Regions from separate parts of the Mus musculus genome. Here all the other regions are linked to region 1. A link is a contact called in public ChIA-PET and promoter capture Hi-C data. All regions are on one chromosome and are shown on one strand. Each heading gives the region's core, a stretch centred on a gene start, on an enhancer-like site or on the middle of the called end of the contact. The rest is flanking DNA. Distances are from core to core; before and after follow the strand shown.

Region 1 (2,700 bases), core at 154-2,653:
AGTGTCAACTGCGCCTCCCTTTTGGCTCTTCCTGTTGCAGTGCTGGGGATTGAACCCTGGGTATCCATGCTTTACACCATAGGGTATCTACAGCCAAGCTAGTGATTTTTTAAAAAAAAAAAAAAACAGTAATATTGAAAACTATAGAAAATGTCCTAAAGTTATCAGTATCTTTCATCCCAGTTACTCCCGCAAAAGAAACTGTAACTAAGAAACTAAACACAGGAACATTGCGCACATCGCTGCCCAAACAAGTTATCCTAACAAGAACAACAACAACAAGAAAAGAAAAAAACAGGTGTGAGCATTTAGATTTAGTTCAGCCTAGCGTTCCAGAACCCGGGTTTGGTTCCCAGTATCGAAAGAAAAGAAAAGAAAAGAAAAGAAGGAAAGGAAAGGAAGAAAGAGAGAAAAAGAATTAGAAGAAGAACGAAGTGGGGGTTGGGAAGAAAAAGAAAATAATGATCCCAAAGTGTTCATTTAGACACATACAAGTTACCCACTGCAGTTAGCAGTGCTCAGTGCCTCAGCTCAGTGCATCTGGGGTGAGCGGAGTTGTGAATTACATTCATAATTTCTTGGTGGGCTTATCTCCAATTCTTAAGGGAAAAAAAAAAAACCATTACTAGTAATTTTGAACTATTGCTAAACAACTTCGGAGCCTGGAGCCTTCTCGCTCTTAAAGCAGAACCCGGGAGACTACAGTAACCAGAGATGGACACAATTATCTTCTACCCACAGGAGAACCCATCATTACCGGACGCGCGCCACGCGTGGGGGCGGGGAGCGCCCTCGGCCTTGGCGGTTCCCGGGAACGCACCTGCCTCGTACGCTTCCCAAGTTTCACTCGACCGGGAGCTAGCTGGCACGTCCTGTCTCACCGATGTCTGCCCACAATCCCGGCGAAGTGACACTCGAGGCGACCTTCCCCTAATCCCACAGCTACGGGGAGGTCAGGGGTGACCAGAGTTTCCCCCCAACAACGCGCGAGACCCCGGCGACGCGCCCGGCCCTCAGCGGCCACCGCGCGGTATCGCCCGAAACTCAGCGCCCAGCCCCATTGGCCGTCGCCGCCACTCCCCTCCCAGCCCGCGGCGTCGCCCGGGGAGCCGGGCCGCCCACCCGGCACGGTCGAGAGCCTCGGCTCAGTGAGCAGGGCCAACTGGACACCCGAGGCCAAACTCTTACCTGTACTCGGGGGTGAACACCGTGAAGCGACGGAGACCACTGCGACTGGGACGCGCGACCCTCGGAGAGAGATGCCCAGCCGGCTAGAGGAGAGGACGGGTCTCCAGAGACACCGAGAAATGGCGGCGCAAGGCGCGAGCCCACCCTGCGCTAATCCCCGGAGGACCCCGGCCGCCCGAGGGCACGCCCCTTAAAGCCCCATCCAAGGTCCGCCCCCCGAAGGGCGGGACGCTCCGCTCTTAAAGGGGCAATGGCACCGCCCCGGAAATCGGCCTCCTGAGACCTGAATTTAAGCTGGCAACACCAGATGGGACTATAGAAATACAGAAAGGCAGTTCACCTTTAATCCCAATACTCCAGAGGCAGAGGCAGAGGCAGAGGCAGAGGCAGAGGCAGAGGCAGAGGCAGGTGGATTTCTGTGAGTTCGAGTCCAGCCACAGCTACTTAGTTACAGGTCAGCCAGGACTACCTAGTGAAATCCTGTCTTTTAAAAAAGATTATTTTTTTCTGTGCGTATATGTATGGGTCAGGGAAAGATATGCCACAGTCCCTGTCTGAGAACAACTTGCAGGAGTATCATGTGGGCACAGGGGACCAGACTCTGGCCTTCACATTTGGAATGAAGCACTTTTACCCACACTGAGCATCTCCATGGCGCTTGGTTTATGTTTTGAATTTTTCACCTTCCTGGTAATATGATTTGAAAATGAAACGTTGGGTTTAAGATACAGTTCAGTGGTAGGGTGTTAGACTAGCACATACCAGGCCCAGGATCCAATCCCTGGCACAGCAAAAATGAGTATTTTCCTATTTTTAATGTAGTCTAGTATGTTTTCTCTTACACAGTTGTTTATTAATTGATCCAGCATTTATTTAAATGTTTCCTTGCTCCCTCCCCCCAAATCCTAGAGATTAAAGCAACCTTTAGTCTGTAATGGAGAAAGAGAACAACTATGTGTCAAGTGGTGATGAGAGCCCTGGAGAGAACGCTGCTGGGAAAGGGAAATAACAGACTGATGCTCCAGGCACTGTGGTCACAGAATGGAGGCCCTAAGTGGCAGGGCGACATTCCATTCATTCATTCTTCAGATAGTTTATCAAAATGCCTACAGCTCTGTAGACCCTGGAGATAAGGCAGATAAAGAAGAAAGACAGGAGTCCCTCAAGGCAATCCCAGCAGTAAAAGCCCCTTGGGGGCTGAGTAGTGAGTTCAGGGCCAGCACTGGCCACATTGAGAGGTTCTGTCATAATTAAACAAGTTATTTCATGGTTTAGCCTGTATGGGAGAGTGTACCTGTCCTCCTTGTGCCTATAGCCTTTGAGGCAGAAAGATCACTTAAGCCCAGGAATTGGAGGCCAGTCTACCTAACACCATCTCAGAAGGAAAAAGAAAATGCTGTAGGGTATAGCTCAGTTGGTAGAGTGCATAAAGTCCTTGGTTCAAAACATGTCTGACTGGCGGTTAGTAAACACCTAGAAAATAGCAGTGGGTGTGGGGTCTGGGAATGAAGG
Region 2 (2,700 bases), core at 18-2,517, 83 kb before region 1:
AATCCCATAGCCAAAATAACTGAAGAGACACCCATAGCATTTCACTAAAATCAGAAACAATATGAAGTTATTCACTCTCCATATCAACTCAATTTAGTACTTGAATTCTTATCTAGTTGTCTTATTGACAACTGAAGGAGATCAGGGGATACAAATAGGAAAGGAAGAAGTCAAAGTATCTTTATAGTATACATGAATGACACTAAAAATTCCACCTAGAAACTTCTTCTGCTGATAAACACTATTAGTAAAATATCTGTGTACAAATTTAACAAAAAAAAGTCAGTAGTCTTCCTATATCCAAGAGACAGACTGAGAAAGAGATCAGGGAAACAACACTTCTTATAAGAGCCTCAATCTTGGAATAACTCTAACTAAGCTTGTTGAAGACTTATATAACAAACGCTTTAAGACGATGAGACCATTGAGGATGACATTAGAAGATTAAGATTCCCATGTTTATGGATTGGTAGAATTAATATAATAAAATAAGCATCTTAACAAAATTAATCTATAGATTCCATTCAAAATTCTGACACAATTCTTCATAGAACTTTTCAAACATAACTCATATGGAAACAATCAGAGAGCTAAAACCATTCTGAATAATAAACGATCAGATGAAGGTATCAGCATCCTAGATTGTAAGTTATACTGCGGAGCTATAGTAATAAAAACAGCACATAATAAACAATAATAAAACCAGTAATAAAAATTGGCTTAAGAGCCGGGCAATGGTGGCGCATGCCTTTAATCCCAGCACTCGGGAGGCAGAGGCAGGCGGATTTCTGAGTTCGAGGCCAGCCTGGTCTACAGAGTGAGTTCCAGGACAGCCAGGGCTATACAGAGGAACTCTGTCTCAAAAAAACAAAAAAAAAAAAACAAAAACCCAAAAAATTGGCTTAAATACAGGGCAGTTTGACCAATAGAATTAAAATGCAGAGTCAGACTAAGTCTACATACCTATGGACACCAGATTTTGGATAAAGAAGTAAGAAATACTGGGAAAAAGACAGCATCTTCAAAAAAAAAAAAAAAAAAAAAAAAGGTCCTGGTCAAGCTGTACAGCTGTATGTAAAAGAATGCAAACAGATTCACACTTCTCACTCATCTCCAACTAGACCTCACCTGATCCCCAGAAGCTGACAGAATTGGCAGGGGAAAAGACTCTTCCTGAGACATCGATAGAGCAGGCCCTAAGACCAACACTGATAAACACTATTGTAAAATAGCAATGGCAGGAATGGGTTACGTCTAGTTAGCCATTAACCAAAGGAACACCAAGCACGCTCCCAAACATCTCAGGTCAAAGTCAGCAGTTGGTGTCCACAACTGAGGGTAAGGCCCTACTGATGAAGACAACATTGACATATCTCAACAAACATGGAAACGTCAAGCTGGTGTGTAATTAGAGGCTTAAACCCTACTGATTATCATTCATGGACTGGAAGGTACTCTAGACTCCACAAGGAGAAAGGTAACTACCTGCCCAGCTATAAACCCTGTGATCAACAACAGTGACCTTGTGTACAAGGTAAATACACTGAGATAGTGGCACAGATGCTGTTCGAATAACAATGGTGCTCTGGAGATAGGGTCTACTCTAGGACACAGGACTCATACTGACACTGCTTGGGTGGTCAGGAACCTGAGACTGAATGGGACATGTGCCTAGGGGAAAATCGAATACTATTGTTCAGACAAAAAAAATAGAGTACTAGAATGACTCCTCACGACATTCTGCCATACTCCTCACTGCCATTCAGTGCCCTGCTCAGCCATCATCAGAGAGGCTTCTTGCAGTAAACGGAACCAAGTACAGAGACCTACAACTGGAGAATATTCAGAGATTCTGGAGCATTCCACCTAAATGGGATGCCTTCATCAACCCCTCCCGTCAGGAGTTAGGGAACTGCACTTAGGGAAGGCACAAAGGTTCTAAGAGGTAACAGTGGGATGACCCCAGACATAGCAGGACTGATGCACTTGTGGACTCACAGAGACCGTGGCAGCACAAATGGCCTGCACAGGTCTAAGCCGAATAGGGAATAGGGTCTCATTACTGAGAGGGGGAAGCAGAGATAAGCTCCCAACTCTAAAGAGAAGCTATCTGTAACTGATAACTGTTTGCAAATAAAAATCCATTTTCTCCAAAAGAGTCTCACTGGGAATATAAACCACACATTAGGATAGGCCTCAGCAGTGGAAGGCCAACATAAAATAAATTCAAAGGTAGTTTTGTAGACTTTTTGTCTCAAATTGCTTTGTTTAGGCTCTATCTATCTATCTATCTACCTATCTATCTATCTACCTTTATTTATTTATTTAGTCTTATTGGTCTTTTGCTTATATATTTTGATTGCTGTTTTTGTGTGTCTGTGGTGTGTGTATGTGTGTGTGTGTGACTGTGTTTCTTTGTTTATAAAGTTTGGTCTGTTTTTTTTTTTTAAAGAGAAAAAGGAGGGGTGTGGAGTTGGTTGTTGGCAAGGTGGGGAAGATCTGGGAAGAGTTGGAGGAGGGAAAAGGCATGATTAGAAGATAGTATATGAAAAAAAGCTTTTTTTTTAATTAAGAAAAATTGCCAAATATCCAATAACAACAAACCCAAACAAAACAAAAATGGAAAAAAATCTAAGATCAGACAGCAGTTTATGACACACTTAAAAGTGTTATTAAAAAAGAAAAATATCAACTTAGAAT
Region 3 (2,700 bases), core at 118-2,617, 65 kb after region 1:
GAGGGTATAGGGAACTTTCAGGATAGCATTTGAAATGTATATAAAGAAAATATCTAATAAAAAGTAAATAAATAGAAAGAAAAAAAAAAAAGAAAAAAGAAAAAACCCAGATGGCCTAATAGCTCTTCTATCAGAGGATCCTGGTTCAATTCCCAGTATTCACATGGCAGCTCACAACTGTCTGCAACTCCTATTCCAGGGGATCCAGTAACCTCATGCAGACATATATGCAGGAAAATAAATAAATAAAAATTTTAAAAGTTTGTTAAATTATGAATAATTATAAATCAAAATCATACAATTATCCTATCATTTCAGGGTTTGACAGCCAAATCCTCTCACAGGTTAGGCTAATCTCTTTGAACTCTAAAATCAATGTGCATCTTCTAAAAGAGACATGATGCTACTTGTAACCAACAAGCAAACAAAAAGGACAGACACAAATTTCATTTTCCAAATGTTTCAAAGTAATTTAAGTTCAAAGACCTCTTCCTATCACTGTGAGTTTTAGTTTAGGACTTGAATCTGCACACTATTAGATTTAAGCTCTCACAGTGGAGAACACATAAATTCAATTAGTCATATATGAAAATATATTATATAGTCTTTTCAATTTAAAACATAAAATCTCAAGCTTACCATAATTTACCACCTATAGTTCTTTTACTAGTGTTAATCCTTACTATTCACAAACTATTCTTCCCTCATATATTAGATCAAATGTAAGTGATAAGAGCTAAGATTAATTACTGAGAGAAAAAAAATCATCTGAAAAATTGAAAATCCAGCATACTTACCTAGTACAAACTGTATGAACACTTCAATCTTGGTAATGAACTAAACATGTTTGGAAATGTCTTGAGCTAACTAAATTTCAGGCATCTTAATTTATTAACAGCTCTAACCTCAGAGACCCACCCACTCAAGCTTACTGTCTATATTTCCTGTTCTGAGCGGAAATTTCAGAGAAAAAAATACCACACTGTTAGCAATGTGGTGAGTTTATTTTCTGACCGTGGCACCTTATTTTTCTGTTGAAGAAAAATTTGCTCTCATCTCTTCCTCAGATATTATTATATGATAACTGAAAAAGTGTGAAAGCAATTCAAAAATTAGATATAAAAGGGAAAATAAGGTAGTTATTGGTAAAATTTTTCATATAAAGTTTAAAGGCCTTTTTCGTCTTCCTATTTATACTGCCATTTAAAATTCTAAGAGAGAAAATAAATCTGGAATTCTTAACCAAAATGACCTAATTCTTGCTAAAACCATTAGAGAATTTAGTAGCTAATTATAAGGTAAAAGAGTCTTATAAAAACAATCCAAGGATCCAGGCAATGGTGGTGCTCACAATTATCTCTGCACTCAGGAGGCAGAGCCAGGCAGATCCCTGAGTAAAAGGCTAGTCTGGTCTACAAAGCGGGTTCCAGGACAGTCAGGCTACACAGAGAAACCCTATCTCGAAAAACCAAACTAAACCAACAATAACAACAACAAAAAAAACAAACAAGCGAGCTAAATAAACTTAAACAATCCCAGGAAAGCATAGATTTCCAGAGACAAAACAATCATTAAGACAGCCCAGCACTATTAAAACTTCGCACCAAGACTTGAGCATACAGTACCAAAGTAGAACACTTGGCTAGCATGTGCAAGGTTTGGGAACCTAGCACCTTAAAAAAGAAACATATCTATCCTCCTGACCCACACACACCAAAAAAAAAAAAAAAAAAAAAAAGACAGTCCCTGACAACCTTCCTAGAATATTAATAGTGAATGACAAAACAATGAAGATCAGGCATAACAAAATCTAGTATGTACAAAAATCATTAAAATAAGACAATGCTTTGATTTTCAAAAATAGAGAGTGCTGCAAGTAAGAGACAGTACAAAAAACCAGAACAGGTTCTTTCTAAATTAGAACAATTATGCCACTAGGAGTAAAGTTATCTTATGGTCAGTTGTACAGAAAACATTTGAGTGACATTTACTAAACCCCTTTGTTTTTCAGGTCTATACCACTTTCTAATTGGAACAGTGATGTCCATGATAGTTACCAGGCAGACAGACAGATACACACACACACACACACACACACACACACACACACACACCTGAGTCTATGAAGGGAAAAACCCTGAATAAATGCCAATAAGTTTGTAAGGGGCTGTTGCGGATGACATATTCTTCAAGTCACTTGAAACTGTCGGGATTTTAGAATATAATGATCTATCACTAATTGGTAGAAACAGGGAATAATTTTCATGTTGGGAGGAAGAAAATGAGAAAAAGCAACGACAAACACTAAACTATTTCTTCTAGAAATACAAAGTTGAAAAGACCTTTGAATTTTTGACCAAGTAAAATTTTCCTGTTATCTTTATAAATGCTTCCAAAATTCTAGCAACAGTAGATGCCAGACATACAACTCTTCAAGGCTTTTTGCTCTCGAAGTAATTTCCACCGGGAACAAACACTTGTTTCATTGTCCCTCTAGCCATCTAACATCAGCAGTCGATGTTAGGTCCCTCAAATTTGTTCCCTATTCTACATCAATGTATGGTAGAGGTCTTTATTAGTTTTGCTTGGATTACTGTAATTATCTCCTAATTAGTTATAAGTATCAAACCCATACTTTGCTAACCCATTCTCTATCCTTAACTTTTTCCCAAATTGTATCATTTTTGTCTCTAGAAAACA
Region 4 (2,700 bases), core at 58-2,557, 110 kb before region 1:
CTCACCAAGCTGCCTTTGGTCAGTGTCTATCACAGCAAGAGAAAAGCAGACTAAGACACAGATCCATGGTAATGGTTATAAACTATTAACACACCTTAATTAATAAAGGAAAATCCTCACCTGAGAGTGTTCTTCAGTCCCTCCCATGTCAGTGACCCGGAGATGCTATATGATATAAAAAAGGTTAATTAAGAAACTCCATGGCATCATGAAACTTGCCGGCAAGAAAATATCCTGAGTGAGGTAACCCAGGGCCAGAAACACACACATGGTGTGTCCTCACTTATCAGTGGACATTGGCCTCAAAGTACAGAATAACCACGCTACAGTCCACAGACCCAAAAAAAATTAAGTAACAAGGAGGGCCCAAGGGAGGAATTTCACTCAGAAGGGGAAACAAAATAATCTTTGAAGGTGGATGGAGGGAGGCAACTTAGAGAGGGTGTGGCAGGGATGGGGATGAGGTGTGGGGAGTGGGCAGGAGAGAGAGCTGGGAGAAGGGAAGTGTGTGTGTGTGTGTGTGTGTGTGTGTGTGTGTGTGCGTGTGGACGCACATCTTTGGGACTAGCCAGAGACCTGGGATGCGGGAGGGTCCTGGGAGGATACCAGGGCTGGGGGTGAGCCTAGCTGAGACTCCTACCAGTGGGGGATATGGAGACTGAAGTGCCCACCACTTGTAGCCAGGTAGGACTTTCAGAGGAGGGAGGGGGACATCAACCCATCCACAAAAGCTTCGTCCCAAAATCTGTCCCACCTATAAGATGAACAGGGATAACGATGGGGCAGAGATTGAGGGAACGGTCAACCAAAGACTAGTCCATCTTAAAACCCATCCCATGTAGGAGAGTCAACCCCTGATACTATAATTGATACTGTTATGCTTGAAGACAGGAGCCTAGCATACCTGTCATCAGAGAGGCTTAATCCAGCAGTGGATGGAAACAGATGCAGAGACCCACAGCCAAACATCAGGTGGAGGTCTGGGAGTCTTGTCCTTGTGCATACACCTCAAGCCCACACATGTGTACATGATAATTTAAAAGGCACCAAAGACTGATAGGCAGAGGAGGAGGTAAAAGAATTAAGGCATATCTGTAACAGGCACCAGACCTTAGCACAGCTGGCTGCATGACAAAGGTGCCACTCAGTCTGTAAATCTCAACACACACAGAGCACCACCCGCCAAAGTCTCTAAATGTACCAACCTTGCTCTATGGCTTCTGTACTTCTGCTTCTGGCTAACTCTTCTTGTTAACTGAAGTGTGTCAACCCACAACATGGTTTTTATTCTTAAAAGCACACCATGAGGAAGGCTCAGGGCTAGACTGCGATCTCAAACACCCAGTGTAGCTGTTGGCTGACTAATAGAGTTTCTACTGGCTTAAACCCATGTCTGAATAGCCTCTTTGGTGAATACCTTTCAACAAAATCAATGTTATCTGGGGCTCAGGGAGGCAGCCCACGTAGGCCTCTGTTAGACATTCATGTTGGCTGGAGAGGTTAGGCTCCAACAGCCATGTATTGTTCACCTCTGTGTCTGACCTAATATCCTTGTGACTATTAGGTAAATCCTTTGGAATGTACACACAGATTTCTCCCTCTCATCAACCCAAAGGCAAAGAGTGTCACCTGATAGCATCTAAGGCTGACAGCAGAGACTGTCTGCTTGGTAGAAACATGAATTTTTAAAAAAAATGCCTTGATTGTTAACTGTAAGAATACACAAAACTGTTACCATGGTAGAACACAGTATTTGGGGTATCATGATGGAACATGGTATTTGGGGTATCATGAATCTGTATTTGTAGGCCACGGTCTCTCCTGTTTCACTATAACTTCTTATTTTGTTTGAAATCCACAACGTTTACTCAAAGGGACAGTTTATTGAAAAGCCAAACATGAGTGACCATGCCCAGAAACATGGATTAAGGTCAAGTCCAAACCCATGTTCCAATGTGGAATCAGTTATGTGACATTTTTACAGTAATAGACATAAGTCAAGACATTTTTCAAATATACTGTGGAGACATCTTACGGCAATGTGGGGACCTCCATTGTAGGCCTCAGACGCTGTCTGGTGATGCTTAGCCTTTTGGTTAATGGCAACTCTGGTTTGATTAAAACATCTCCCCTTTCTATTCTACCACTGAGCTAAATCCTCTCAACCCCTTTTTATTGAGACAGGGTCTCAATGTAGCCCAAGCCAGTCTGGAGCTCCCAATGTAGACAGGGCTGGCCTTGGCCTGACAGAGATCCACTTGGCTTGGTCTCTCCAGTGCTGGGATTAAAGGTGTGTAATCTGTTACAGGCTATTAGATCTAAAAAAGAGGTGGACAAGGAATGGCTATTTAGGTGACTAAAAATATAGTCCAGGTTAAACTGTATTTGGGCTTTGGACACTCCACAGCATGGAAGCTAATTAGCTCTGCAGAAGGGGCAGCAGAAGGGGCAGCTCCTGGGGATCTCTTGTTCACAGAACTGAGTGCTGTTTTGTGTCATTGTGTCATCTTGGTGCTGCGCTAAGTGACACACGAACAAAATGAAAGCAATTTGCTAAGGCAACTCTATAGAGCCAGAACCCAAACCAGGCTACCAAACACACTCACCAAGATGAACGCTGTCTTTTATCCCTGATGTAGGTGGTGACTGGGTCTCATTTTATTGGTGGGAACTTGATGCCCAATCTAATGCAACTGGTAA

What was found. Promoter capture Hi-C pulls out the DNA fragments that hold promoters and counts their contacts. ChIA-PET counts read pairs in DNA pulled down with a chosen protein or histone mark.
Region 2: a contact with region 1 is called in a promoter capture Hi-C map of liver, with 2.4 times the contacts expected there. The contact joins the enhancer-like site here to the promoter of Epb41l5 in region 1. A contact is called at or near these places in 4 of 39 promoter capture datasets (the 3T3-L1 cell line, liver, macrophages and 1 more), 4 of 484 Hi-C or Micro-C datasets (the C2C12 cell line, liver and muscle stem cells), 3 of 115 datasets of contacts at active chromatin or transcription factors (embryonic stem cells, extraembryonic endoderm stem cells and trophoblast stem cells) and 4 of 9 other capture datasets (adipose tissue, embryonic stem cells, liver and 1 more).
Region 3: a contact with region 1 is called in an RNA polymerase II ChIA-PET map of effector CD8 T cells, with 20 read pairs. The contact joins the enhancer-like site here to the promoter of Epb41l5 in region 1. A contact is called at or near these places in 2 of 39 promoter capture datasets (macrophages and stem cell-derived epiblast-like cells), 1 of 484 Hi-C or Micro-C datasets (CD8 central memory T cells), 3 of 115 datasets of contacts at active chromatin or transcription factors (effector CD8 T cells, embryonic stem cells and memory CD8 T cells) and 2 of 9 other capture datasets (liver and pancreatic islet).
Region 4: a contact with region 1 is called in a promoter capture Hi-C map of macrophages, with 7 read pairs. The contact joins the promoter of 3830432H09Rik here to the promoter of Epb41l5 in region 1. A contact is called at or near these places in 14 of 39 promoter capture datasets (the 3T3-L1 cell line, the C10 cell line, HPC-7-derived erythroid cells and 9 more), 1 of 15 datasets of contacts at CTCF or cohesin (the G1E-ER4 cell line), 30 of 484 Hi-C or Micro-C datasets (CD4 T cells, the G1E-ER4 cell line, the HL-1 cell line and 18 more), 8 of 115 datasets of contacts at active chromatin or transcription factors (astrocytes, bone marrow-derived macrophages, cardiomyocytes and 5 more) and 3 of 9 other capture datasets (adipose tissue, liver and pancreatic islet).

Annotation. Positions count from the first base shown.
Region 1 is chr1:119,647,597-119,650,296 of GRCm38.p6, forward strand. Epb41l5 (erythrocyte membrane protein band 4.1 like 5) reads right to left here and starts at 1,404. Exons shown (of 25, transcript NM_145506.4): 1 at 1,189-1,404.
Region 2 is chr1:119,564,449-119,567,148 of GRCm38.p6, forward strand. The region is part of intron 20 of Epb41l5 (erythrocyte membrane protein band 4.1 like 5); the gene reads right to left. Among named protein-coding and RNA genes, the nearest start is that of 3830432H09Rik, 30 kb to the left of the region's middle. Within about 2 kb of position 1,268, at least 11 of the 459 cell types and tissues checked have an H3K27ac peak or open chromatin away from gene starts, as enhancers often do. A contact at or near this core is called in liver, where this site is marked.
Region 3 is chr1:119,712,279-119,714,978 of GRCm38.p6, forward strand. The region is part of intron 13 of Ptpn4 (protein tyrosine phosphatase, non-receptor type 4); the gene reads right to left. Among named protein-coding and RNA genes, the nearest start is that of Epb41l5, 65 kb to the left of the region's middle. Within about 2 kb of position 1,368, at least 11 of the 459 cell types and tissues checked have an H3K27ac peak or open chromatin away from gene starts, as enhancers often do. A contact at or near this core is called in effector CD8 T cells and memory CD8 T cells, where this site is marked.
Region 4 is chr1:119,534,858-119,537,557 of GRCm38.p6, forward strand. It overlaps 3830432H09Rik (RIKEN cDNA 3830432H09 gene), which reads right to left and starts at 1,308. Exons shown (of 4, transcript NR_126486.1): 1 at 1,206-1,308; 2 at 905-1,053; 3 at 121-165.